Regions from separate parts of the Sus scrofa genome. Here regions 1 and 3 are each linked to region 2. A link is a contact called in public Hi-C and HiChIP or PLAC-seq data. All regions are on one chromosome and are shown on one strand. The core of a region is the stretch at or near the end of the contact, and the rest is flanking DNA. Distances in the headings are between cores, read along the strand shown. Region 1 holds the start of WSB1 (WD repeat and SOCS box-containing protein 1). Region 2 has its middle 56 kb from the start of NF1. Region 3 holds the start of KSR1 (kinase suppressor of Ras 1).

Evidence for each region. Hi-C and Micro-C count contacts between places; a contact is called where the count stands out from the background. HiChIP or PLAC-seq counts read pairs in DNA pulled down with a chosen protein or histone mark.
Region 1: a contact with region 2 is called in an H3K27ac HiChIP or PLAC-seq map of skeletal muscle. The contact joins the promoter of WSB1 here to the enhancer-like site in region 2. A contact is called at or near these places in 9 of 47 Hi-C or Micro-C datasets (adipocytes, adipose tissue, alveolar macrophages and 6 more) and 2 of 2 datasets of contacts at active chromatin or transcription factors (alveolar macrophages and skeletal muscle).
Region 3: a contact with region 2 is called in a Hi-C map of liver, with 3 times the contacts expected there. The contact joins the promoter of KSR1 here to the enhancer-like site in region 2. A contact is called at or near these places in 3 of 5 promoter capture datasets (fetal liver, fetal skeletal muscle and liver), 26 of 47 Hi-C or Micro-C datasets (adipose tissue, alveolar macrophages, blood and 14 more) and 2 of 2 datasets of contacts at active chromatin or transcription factors (alveolar macrophages and skeletal muscle).

Annotation. Positions count from the first base shown.
Region 1 is chr12:43,882,688-43,886,760 of Sscrofa11.1, forward strand. WSB1 (WD repeat and SOCS box-containing protein 1) reads left to right here and starts at 2,428. Exons shown (of 9, transcript XM_021067462.1): 1 at 2,428-2,786. The coding sequence starts at 2,747.
Region 2 is chr12:43,808,709-43,812,632 of Sscrofa11.1, forward strand. No RefSeq gene overlaps it. Among named protein-coding and RNA genes, the nearest start is that of NF1, 56 kb to the left of the region's middle. Within about 2 kb of position 2,448, at least 25 of the 83 cell types and tissues checked have an H3K27ac peak or open chromatin away from gene starts, as enhancers often do. A contact at or near this core is called in adipose tissue, alveolar macrophages, fetal liver and 5 more, where this site is marked.
Region 3 is chr12:43,925,050-43,928,691 of Sscrofa11.1, forward strand. KSR1 (kinase suppressor of Ras 1) reads left to right here and starts at 2,173. Exons shown (of 19, transcript XM_021067472.1): 1 at 2,173-2,877.

The DNA of each region.
Region 1 (4,073 bases), core at 1,178-3,677, 74 kb after region 2:
CTCCAGAACAGTTTAAGAGAAAATACGGGCAAGGCTTGTGGATTGATTGATGCCATATGGGGTTGAAGGAAAGGGAGAAGAATCTAAAAACACTCCAGCAGAGTTCCCATTGTGGCTCATCGGAAAAGAATTTGAGTCCATGAGGACTCAGATTTGATCCCTGGCCTCACTCAGTGGGTTAAGGATCTGGCCTTGCTGTGAGCTGTGGTATAGGTCGCAGACGCGGCTCAGATCCCGCCTTGCTGTGGCCATGGTCGGCAGCTACAGCTCCAATTGGACCCCTAGCCTGGGAACCTCCATATGCTGCAGGTGTAGGCCTAAAAAGACAAAAATCTAAAAAAAAAAATAAAATGAAAACACTCCAGTTTCTGGCTTGGGTGACTGGATGGACGCGATCACTAAGGTAAGGACTATAAAAGACAGAGCAGCTTTCAGAGAGAAGATGATGTTTTCAGTCTTGACATGTTCAGCTTTATTATAAGTATTTGAACATGCAAACTTGAAGCTCAAGAAAGAAGTCAGTTCTGGACTTGAGAGTCTTCACATAAAGCTGGTAGTTAAACCCCAAAGAGAGGTTGTCATAACCTAGGGAGAGCGAGGAAAAGAAAAAAGTTGTGGAAAACGACAGAGAATCTCAACTTTATGGGATATACAGGTTTGATATTAACACAGCAAACACGGATGTGAAGTGCTAGGTATATATTTGCTTCTCAAGCTAGGCTTCATTTCTGAGAGACAAGGCAGCTTGGAAGTGGGACAGGGCAGTCAAACAAGCTTGGGTTGAAATCAAACACCTTGTCACTCAGCAACTCTGTGACTACTTTAAAGTTACTAATTGTCTGTAAAACATGAGTAATGAATACACTACTCATACTGGCGTGGATATTAAATGGGTTAATCCACAGAAGCCCTTATATGGCACAGTACCTGACCCAATAAATATTAGACAGTATCACTAATGAGTACATAAATCATTAAAATTATTTTTCATTCCATTGTCATACTTTGCCAGTTGAGAAATGGTCTGGAAGTCTGTTGGCTAGCAGTAATAAATTACAATGGAATTAAACAATTGTATGAAAAAGCCACCAAAACAATGCAGGCACTTAAAGAACTGGTATTTCCCATGACTTTGTAACAGTAGATACAGTACATGTGAAGAGAGGAAATAGCAGTTGGTTTAAAGAATCAACAGGGACTGATAGAAATGTTGCTATTGAAGATACTAGACTGCACTATTTTCTTTTGTTCTACTCTAGATATTTGACAACTAGCCTCAGTGTATGGCACAAAGTAAGCCATCAATAAATATGTTGACTGTATGTGACAAAAAAAAAAGGAGAGGGGGATGATTTCTTGTACCTGTTATTAAATATTTCACTATTGGAAGACTTATCCTTATGCAAAGAAAAAGATGAAGAAGTCATGCTGTAGGTGCTGTCATTTGAGATCTCTCGAAAGAGTCTGGCTAGGCACAACTCCTCTCCCATTGGTGTCTGTTGCATATTTGAAATTCCCAGCCTTAGACGTCTTCCTTTGGAACTAGGTTTAATGCCCACAGAAGAACCCATTAAAATGCAAAGATATCGTCTTTGAATGGAACCAACTTGGCTTTTGGCAGATACACACACATTTATCAGCACTGCAGTGTAAATAGCTAGCTGCCTCCCAGAGGCCTAGACCTTGGAAAGCAGCCTTGCAGAATGGGCCGCTTCTAAGCAGACACGGTGGGATCTGCCTCGGCTAGTGGTCAGGACACAGCCGACCGCCAGCCTCGCTGCAGCCTCCGGGCAGGCCGGCTGCAGGGATTAGCCAGGACGAAGGCAGCCCCAGGAGGCCTTGTGGTGGGGCAGGACACCATCCAGCCCAGGTCTCCCCCTTCCTCAAGCCGGGTCACTTCGGCCCTTCCAAAAATCTGCTAGCTCTCATAAGAACGCTCACGGCCGGACATGTGGTACAGAGCGATGTCATCTCATTGTTTTCAACAGTGCCACCCCCAGTTCCCTGCCATTTGAGGGCCGGGGAAGAGGCCAAATAGAATTGAAGTCTGGAATGCCTTTTTTTGTTCTTTTCAGTTCAGTCAGCTTAAATGCCACGCAATCTTTACACTGTGGGCTAACGTGTATTACACAATTCTCTATTTGCCTTTTTAAAGGCGCTTCAAGTTATAAACACCATGCTGGGCCCCCGGCCGAAAAAAGAGACGCAGTTAAAAGCAGTCAGTAGGCTCCAGCCCGGCGTTTGGGCCTGGACTGGGGTCGCACCCCTCCTCTACCGCCCCCGCCCTCTTCCGGCTCCCAGGTCCAGTCCCCAGGACAACGCCCTAGAGCACCCGGCGGGAGGGCGGGGCACCAAGCCTTGGCCGTCACGTCCCGAACGTCGGGAGGCGGGGCATAGCGCTTTTACGTCACCAGACCCCGCCCCGCATCCCTGATATTAACCGCGCCGACCGCCATTTTGTCTCCAGTGTCTCGTTTGCTGTCCGCGGCGTAGAGGGAAGTGTCTGACTCCGTGGGCGTGAGGCAGGGAGCAGGGGCTATTGTTTGTGTTTCACGCCGTAGTTTGGTCCGAGGCCTCCGGAGCTTTCCCGGGGCAGTCGGCAGAAGCCGCCGCGACCGCCCCGCCCCTCCCCTCCGTCCCTGGGACCGGGAGGGACCCAGACCGCGTCACGCCCCTCGGCGCTCAACCTTCCCTTCTCTGTCGTTGCGTCCGCATCGCTTCCCCGGAATCGGACGGTACCCCATAGATGGCCAGCTTTCCCCCGAGGGTCAACGAGAAAGAGATCGGTGAGGAATGGGACGATGGGCGAGGGGTGCCGGTGAGCCCGCGGGAGTTTAGGAGAGGCAGGGACTCTCCCGAGGAGGCTCTGAGTCTGAGGAAGTGGAGTGAGCCTGAGCCAAGCCTTAGAGCGCAGAGGGAAGAAGCGGCCCTGTGAGTGGGTGTCGTTGAGGGTAAATGGGTTCAGCCTTGATGCCGCGCCTACTGTGCGCCGGGCACGGCGGAAGGCAGTGCGCGGATCTTAGAGGCAAAGAGATTCTGGGCGCCGAGTGGAGGGCTGTAGTGATCATGTGGCCCGGGATGGATACACACTCGTGGGGATCCTAGCTGTCTCATCGGAGGTCTGCGCAGGGCTGTTCTGCAGGGATTCTCTTGGCTCGGGGGTTGGGGCCTGGAGTGGGCCGGAGCGGGCTGGGTAAGTCTTCGGGACGCTTACAAGTTTCCAGTGGGGAAAAGTACACTTGTGTGTTCTGAGCTGTTATGAAAGGATGGGTCTTCGTGTATACCAATCACTATAAGGGGAAGTGCAGCCGAAGAGCTGCCTTCAGCCTGGAAAAAGCAATATATATATATATTTTTTTTTTTTTTTTTTAATTGGTGTGGCGTTAAGAAAGGCAGCAGGCGGCTCAGGGGAGGAGTCTCAGTTATCTTTCGTGCACTTAAGAGTTGGGAGGAGCAGGGTGGTTGGGTGGAGTGACCGAAGAAAAGCTCATCTACGGAGGAGCAAACTCTTGAAAAGGCTGTCTAGAAACGCTTAGCGGCCAGCCCTGCCGAGCTGAAAACCGGCTGATAGATGTTGGCGGTCCTGTGTCAGGACGTACCCAGTGGCTCAGTGGAAAACACCTCACATTTTTTTAAGTCCTCTCACAAGGTGAAATAACTGGAACAACTTTGGGGGAAGTTGGGGGTGCTAATCATTGATTGATGTGTTACTAAACATTTAAACTTAGCAAGTCAAGTTATACACCTTATTTAAATATATGCAGTTTTTATTAAAATAGATTTAGCATCTCCCCACCCTTTCTCAAAGCCCAGCACTGAAATTACCGCTGTTAAATAAATGAAAATTGGAGGTAGCTACTGAGCTGAGAGCCTTTGCATTTCCTTATTCTTCAACTAAATGTATGCCTTTATTAAACACTGGCAGGAGGTATTTCCAGAGAAAGGGAGAAACAATAGCTAAAAGGCCCCCTATACTGTATGTTGGTAAATTCTTATATTTAGAGACAGCTATCTTAGAATTCTGGACTTTTGTCCTCTTAGGGATACAGTTGGATGGCAAGTTAGGAGGGGGC
Region 2 (3,924 bases), core at 1,198-3,697:
CCAGGGCTTGAATCTGAGCTGCAGCTTCAACCTACTCCACAGCTGTGGAAATGCTGCATCCTTAGTCTGCTGCATCACAGCAGGAACTCCTTGGTTCCTGGGATTCTCTTGAGTTGGATTCTTCTTACACTCGTAGCGGAATGGTTGCCACAATTCTGAGCCTCGCCTGACCACATCTGCATTCCAGACAGCTTCTCTCTGGGAGGTATCTCTCGAGCAGGAGCATGTAACTTTTTCAGAAGTTTCCAGCAAACTTTTCCTTACACTGTATTGACTCCGACTAGTTACCAGTCTCTTTGTGAACCCATCCCCACATCCAGAGAATCACTGTGTGTTAATTGACTGGGTTCTTGAACCAACAAATGAAAAGAGGATACGGATCCTCCTACACCGTTGGTGGGAATGTAAACTGGTGCAGCCATTATGGAGAACAGTATGGAGGTTCCTTTAAAAACTAAAAATAGGAGTTCCTGTCGTGGCGCAGTGGTTAACGAATCCGACTAGGAACCATGAGGTTGCGGGTTCGGTCCCTGCCCTTGCTCAGTGGGTTAACGATCCGGCGTTGCTGTGAGCTGTGGTGTAGGTTGCAGACACGGCTCGGATCCCGCATTGCTGTGGCTCTGGCGTAGGCCGGTGGCTACAGCTCTGATTCAACCCCTAGCCTGGGAACCTCCATATGCTGTGGGAGCGGCCCCAAAGAAATAGCAAAAAAAAAAAAAAGACAAAAAAAAAACAAAAACAAACTAAAAATAGAGTTAGCATATGATTTAGCAATCCCACTCCTAGGTGTATACCTGGAGAAAACCATAATTCAAAGAGATACATGCACCCCAAAGTACTTTGCAGCACTATTTGTAATAGCCAAGATATGGAAACAACCTAAATGTTCCACTGACAGAGGAATCAATAAAGAGGATGCAGTGCATATATACAGTGGAATACTACTCAGTCATGAAAAGAATAAAGTAACACCATTTGCTGCAACATGGATGGACCTAGAGATGATCATACTAAATGAAGTCAGACAGAGAAAGACAAATATCGTATGATATCACTAATATGCGGAGTCTTTAAAAAATGATACATGGGAGTTCCTGTCGTGGTGCAGTGGTTAACAAATCTGACTGGGAACCATGAGGTTGCAGGTTTGATCCCTGGCCTTACTCAGTGGGTTAAGGATCTGGCATTGCCTTGAGCTGTGGTATAGGTTGCAGACACAGCTCGGATCCTTTGATGTTGTGGCTCTGGCGTAGGCTGGCAGCTACAGCTCCGATTAGACCCCTAGCCTGGGAACCTCCATATGCTGCGGGAGCGGCTCTAGAAAAGGCAAAAAGACAAAAATAAATAAATAAATAATTTAAAATGATACAAATGAATTTATTTACAAAACAGAAAGAGACTCACAGACAGAAAATAAACTCATGGTTACCAAATGGGAAATGTGGCAGTCGTGTGTGTGTGTGGGGGGGGGGGGTGATAAATTAGGAGTTTGGGATTAACATACACATACTACTACATATAAAATAATCAACAAAGACCTATTGTACAACTCAAGGAACTCTACTCAATAATCTGTAATGACCTATATGGGGAAAGAATCTGAAAAAGGATGGATATGTGTATATGTGTAGCTGAATCCACTATATTCCAATATAAAATAAAAATTAAATTTTAAAAAATGGCAGGAAGATAGAAGTCCCCTTAAGCCAAGCAGGCCTACAGCTGGTGCTGAGCATGAGGTCAGCCCTCTGGAAGCACATGACAATGTAAGGGAGAGGGGAACCTGAAGGAACACCGGAATGCTGCTAGTAAGCTGGAGATGGGTGCTGGGTAGGAAACCCGTAAAGAGCTCCCTTCCTGGTCTCCACGCCTGATGGAAGTTCTCACCATTTTTTTCTGCGTTTGTGCTTTTTAGGGCCGCCCTCGAGGCATATGGAGGTTCCCAGGCTAGGGGTCGAGAACCAGAGCTACAGCTGCCAGCCTACACCACAGCCACAGCAACACCAGATCCAAGCCTCGTCTGCGACCTACACCACAGCTCACGGCAACGCCGGATCCTTCACCCACTAAGTGAGGCCAGGGATGGAACCCGAAACCTCATGGTTCCTAGTCGGATTCGTTTCGGCTGTGCCACGAATGGGAACTCCTCTCACCATTTTAAACTCTATGGGAAATTCTCCAGGAGGACCTGGGAAGGGATAAATTCAATTCTTATACTTATCTTCCTATTTTACTCCCAAACCCTTAGAGATCACCCAACTCAAGCAGTTAACAGAAGACAGTACGATACCTGGTCCCCACCAGGAATTGTTGCTTAATTTTTTTAATGACAAAACCAACAACAGACACAAGTGCAGGTGGCTGGAGGCCAGGCCACTCGGGACCCTGGCACTTTGCCCCTGCACTCAGCCCTGTGGCCTCTTCCTGCCCTGTCTCAGGCCAGGCCAGCTGTGTGCCTGTCACAGAGTTGTGGGACAGGCAGAAGAGGGCTGTCCCTTCCTTTCTCAGGCCTTGCTCCCCTGGGGAACCACTTCCTTGGGGGGGATGGTATCGGAACAAACGTCACCACAGCAGGTGCAGAAGTGAAACTACCTAAAATGCATTTACGAGCTGATTTTTAAAGGTTATTAAAGATAATTAAATAATGCTCAGACTTCTGTGAAAACATACAAACAAACAAAATTTCCTTCATCCTACAAATAAGGGAACTCAGACCTCAAAGGGCAAGGGCCTGTCCAAGGTCACACTGTGGCTATAGCTGGGTATACATTCATTTAAACCTTCCTCACCTTTTTCTGAGACTCATGTGTGATGGTCAATTTCATGTGTCAGCTTGGCTAGGTCACGGTACCCAGATATTGGTCAAACACTATTTCTCCATGTTTCTGTGAAGGCATTTTCTAGATGAGATTAATATTTAAAGTACTAGACTTCTAGTGAAGCAGATTACCAAGATGTGGGTGAGCCTCAGCCAATCATTCAAAGCCCTCGATAGAAAACAGACCAATTTCCCCTGAAGAAAAGGGAATTCTGCCAGCCAACCACACGGGGCTTAAGCTGCAACCACCCCCCCCTTCCCCCGCCCCCGGGGTCTCCAGTCTCCTGCCTACCCTGCAGATTTTGGACTCACCAGCCTCCACAATCACGTGAGCCAGTTCCTCAAAACGAATCCCTCTCTCCCTGCACCAGCAAACCTCATTTTATTGCTCTTCGCTCTATGGTGCCCTGCAGATATTGCACTTTTTACAAATTGAAGGTTTGCAGCAACATGTTCCAAAAGGAATAATGAGCGTGCGGCCCTGCAGCTGGGTGCAAGGGAAGTGGTATCTGAGAATGGAATCTATTCCTGGTGAAGATGCTGTGAAGATTGTTGAAATTGACCACAAAGGATTTAGAATGTTACATAAACTTCGTGGATAAAGCAGTGGCAGGGTGTGAGAAGACTGACTCCAATTCTGAAAGAAATTCTACAGTGGATAAAATGCTATCAAACAGCATTGCATGTTACAGAGAAATCATTCCTCAAAGGAAGAGTCGATTGATACACAGAACATCATTGTTGCCTTATTTCAAGACATCGCTACAGCCACTCTAACCCTCAGCAGCCACCACCCTGATCAGTCAACAGCCAACAACATCCCGGCAAGACCCTCCATCGGCAAAAACATGATGAAACGCTGGAATATATATGTATAACTAAATCACTTTGCTGTACATCGAAAATATTGTCAATTAACTCTATTTCAATAAAAAGCAAAACAAAACAAACAAAAAAAATTTTTTTAAAATTAAGGTACCTAGGAAGTTCCTGGCATGGTTCAGTGGTTACGGACCCAACTAGTATCCATGAGGACGCAGGTTCAATCCCTGGCCTCCCTCAGTGGGTTAAGGATCTGGTGTTGCGGTGAGCTGTGGTGATTTGAC
Region 3 (3,642 bases), core at 923-3,422, 120 kb after region 2:
TTTTATGTGCGGAGGGCAAAGAATTGAGCGGTTTTCCACCCTCAAGGAGCCCACTGTCCATTTAACAATAAATGTGTGAACAAAAATAAATGCCAAAACCTCTGCAGTGTGTGACACGTGCTTTCCTGGAGGTATTAGGTATGTTGGGAGCAAATAAGAAGGCCTGATCTTTTCTGGAAGGGGAAGGGAAGCAGGCACTCAGAGGCTGCCAGGGAGACTGTTTTAATTTTAATTAAATTCCAATTTTAATTATGGTGAAATACACATGACCTAAAATTTATCGTCATAGCCATTTTTAAGTGTACAGTTCAGTGGCTCTAAGTACACTCACCCTGCTGTGCAACTGTCACTACCATCCGTCCCCAGAATGCTTCAACTTGAAAAACTGAAACTACCCATTAGACAGTAACTCCCCAACCTCCCCTTCCCCACTCTGCCCCTGGCAATTCTTTTGCCTCTAAAATTTGACTGCCTCGGTACCTCCTATGAGTGGAAACTTATCATTTTTGTCCTTTGGTGACTGGCTTATTTCACTTAGCTTCATGTCTTCAAGGTTCGTCTATGTTGTATTATGTGTCAGAATTTCCTTCCTTTTTTTTGGGGGGGGGCAGCACCCTAAGCATGTGAAAGTTCCCAGGCCAGGGATCAAATCCAAACTGCAGCTGTGACCTATGCCACAGCTGCTGCAAGGCTGGATCCGCCACAGTGGGAACTGCAGAATTTCCTTCCTTTTTAAGTCTAAATAATATTCCATTGTATTTATACTCCACATTTTGTTATCCTTTCAGTCAATCGATACTTGGATTTCTTCTGCCTTTTAGCTGCTGTGAATAAAGCTGCTATGAACATGGGAGTACAAATATCTCTTCAAGTATCTGCTTTCAATTCTTTCTGGTATATATGCAGAAATAGAATCACTGGATCATATTCCTCATTTTGAGCAACCACCATATACTGTTTTTGACAGCAGCCACACCATTTTGCGTCCCCGCCAACAGTGCACAAGTGTTCCAGTTTCTCCACATCCTTTTCAACACTTCAGATGACTTGGTGTTCCATAATAGCTATCCTAATGGGTGAAGTGGTATCTCATTGCGGTTTTGATTTGCATTTCTTTAAAGATTAGCGATATCGGGTATGTTTTCTTGGGCTTATGGGCCATTCCTGGATCTTCTTTGGAGAAATGTCTATTCAAATCCTTTGCCCGTTTAAAAATCCTGTGGCGTGTTTTTTGGTTGTTGGTTCATAGGAGTTCTTTATATATTCTGGATAGCGACCCCTTATCGTGTAGAGTTTGCAAGTATTTTCTCCTGACCTGTGGGCGGCCTCTTCACTCTGTTATTTGTGCCCTTTGATGTACATCATGGAGGAGATTTTTAAGTGTTGGTAGAAGTCAGCCAGTTTGGGCAGCAGTGAAATGAGGGGAAGGTATTTCCATCAAAGGAAACAGCCAGTGTAAACACACAGAAGAAAGAAATAGCAAAGAGCAAGTAGTTGAGTCTTGCTAGAGCATGTGTGCAGGAGGTAGGAAGTGGAGAGAGGTGAGGCTGGACACACAGAACAATAGGCCAGCTAAGTGGCTTGGGTCGTGGTCCCAGGACTCCTGCCTCAGCATCAGCTACTAGGAGTTTGTTAAAAATGCACTGCTGTTGCCCCAGCCCTGACCTACTCTGGTGGGGGGCCTGGAGATCTGGGTTTTAACCAGCCCATGGGATTATTCTGATCTTCCGTCAAGTTTGAGCACTATTCCAGGGACAATGGGGAGCCACTAGGGGGCCGGGCTAGGCCGATGGAAAGATGACCTGCCGGTTCTTCAGGTTGGGGCGCCCCCATATGGCTTTACCCCATCGTCCTCCAGCCACCCCACCCGGCTGCCTCCAACTGCCCTCCCGCCCCCAGCTATCCCCCCCGGAGTGTGAGGCTTTCTGCTGGGTTGGGGTCAGGGGTCACGGAGGGGGCCCGCGCTGCTGCAGCCAGGCCCACATTCCTCTCACTTCCCGCCATTGTCCCGGGTTCCTGTGGCCGCGACTCCTCACTGGCCCGGCCGCCCTAAGGCCCCCGGGGGGTGATGACTCATTTCCTTTCTCCCGAGTGACATAATCCAGTGCCCAGCTCAGCAGACCTGGATCTCGGGCCGCTGGGAGCTTCCCGGCCGGCAGGGGGCGGCCGAGCCCGCCTTCCCCGGACGCGCGAGCAGAGCCGGAGCCCGCTTCCCTGGCCGCCCTCCACCCCCACCCCCGGGACCCCCTTCCCTGGCTGATGAGGAGCAGGGGAAGCAGAACAAGACCTCTGACCTTGCTCTTGCCTACCCTCTGCCCGAAATCAGACCCCGAACGGTCACAGATGGGGAAATCCGGACCTGGGAGAGGGGTGTGTTTTGACAAGGCAGAGCAGCCCATCCTGAGAGGCGCGGGACTGGAACTCAGCACTCTGGGCCCCCCAGGCCCGTGATTTTCCCTGCAGACACGCAGGTATTAATTTTTCCCTCCTCGCTGCCAACCTGCTCCCCCGTGATGTTTCCAGTACAAGGTTTGCAGACAATAATATTTCCCAGATTCGGATCATTTCTGGGCCCTGAAACAGTGTCACCCCCTGGAAGCTACAGAAGCTGAGGGCTCCACTTGCTTCCCAGGTGGAGCCTGAAGTTACTGGGTGGTGACCCAGCCCCAGCGTGGACTGAGCACCCAGCTGACTGGCTTTGCAAGGAGGTGTCCCTCTGCGCCCAGTGCCGGCCCCTCTGGATGGGTGCCTCTCTCCTCTGCTTTCCCTCCAGGCTCCCAGGAGGCAGGGAGACTCATTCCAGTAAAATACCTCCCCTTCCCCCCACGGCTGACGTGGCGAAAGGACGCAGGAAATGATGGTCATTATTATTACCAGGTAAGGTACCTTATCTTGTTGCCTCAATTTCCTCACCTGTAAACTGGGTGTATAATAACGTACAGAGTTATTGTGAGGATTAAATGAGTTCGGACTCAGAAGATGCTTATAGCAGAGCTTGGCGTCTGATAAGCACTAGAGACTCTTCCAGAATTTGGGCTCCATGAAGGCAGAGATTCTGTCTGTTGTCTTTCTTTGGGCACTGCTGTATCTCTAACATCTAGAAAACTGTCTGGTGAAAACTAGGAACCCAGGAAATACTTGTTGAATGAATTGAATGAATGAATGAATGAGTGAATTTTAGCCATTACTATTGCCTAGGCTGATTTTACTCTAGGATCTAGGCCTGTCAGAGCAGGCCTGAAGGATTAAAGGGGAAGATTTTTTTCTTTTTTGTAATTTATTTTATTGAGATATAGTTTATTTACGATGCTGTATTCATTTTTGCTGTACAGCAAAGTGATCGAGTTATATGTGTATATATTCTTTTTCACGTTCTTTTCCATTATGGTTTATCACAGGATATTCAGTGTAGTTCTCTGTGCTGTGTAGTAGGGCGTTGTCATTTATCCATTCTATATATAATAGTTCGCATCTGCTAGTCCCAACTTCCCAATTTCCCCCTCTCTACCCCTCCTTCCCCTCGGCAACCACAAATCTGTTCTCTATGTCTGTGAGTCTGTTTCTGTTTCGTGGATAAGTTCATTTGTGTCATTTTTGTGTGTGTATCATATTTTAGATTCTGTAGGGATTCCGGTTGTGGCA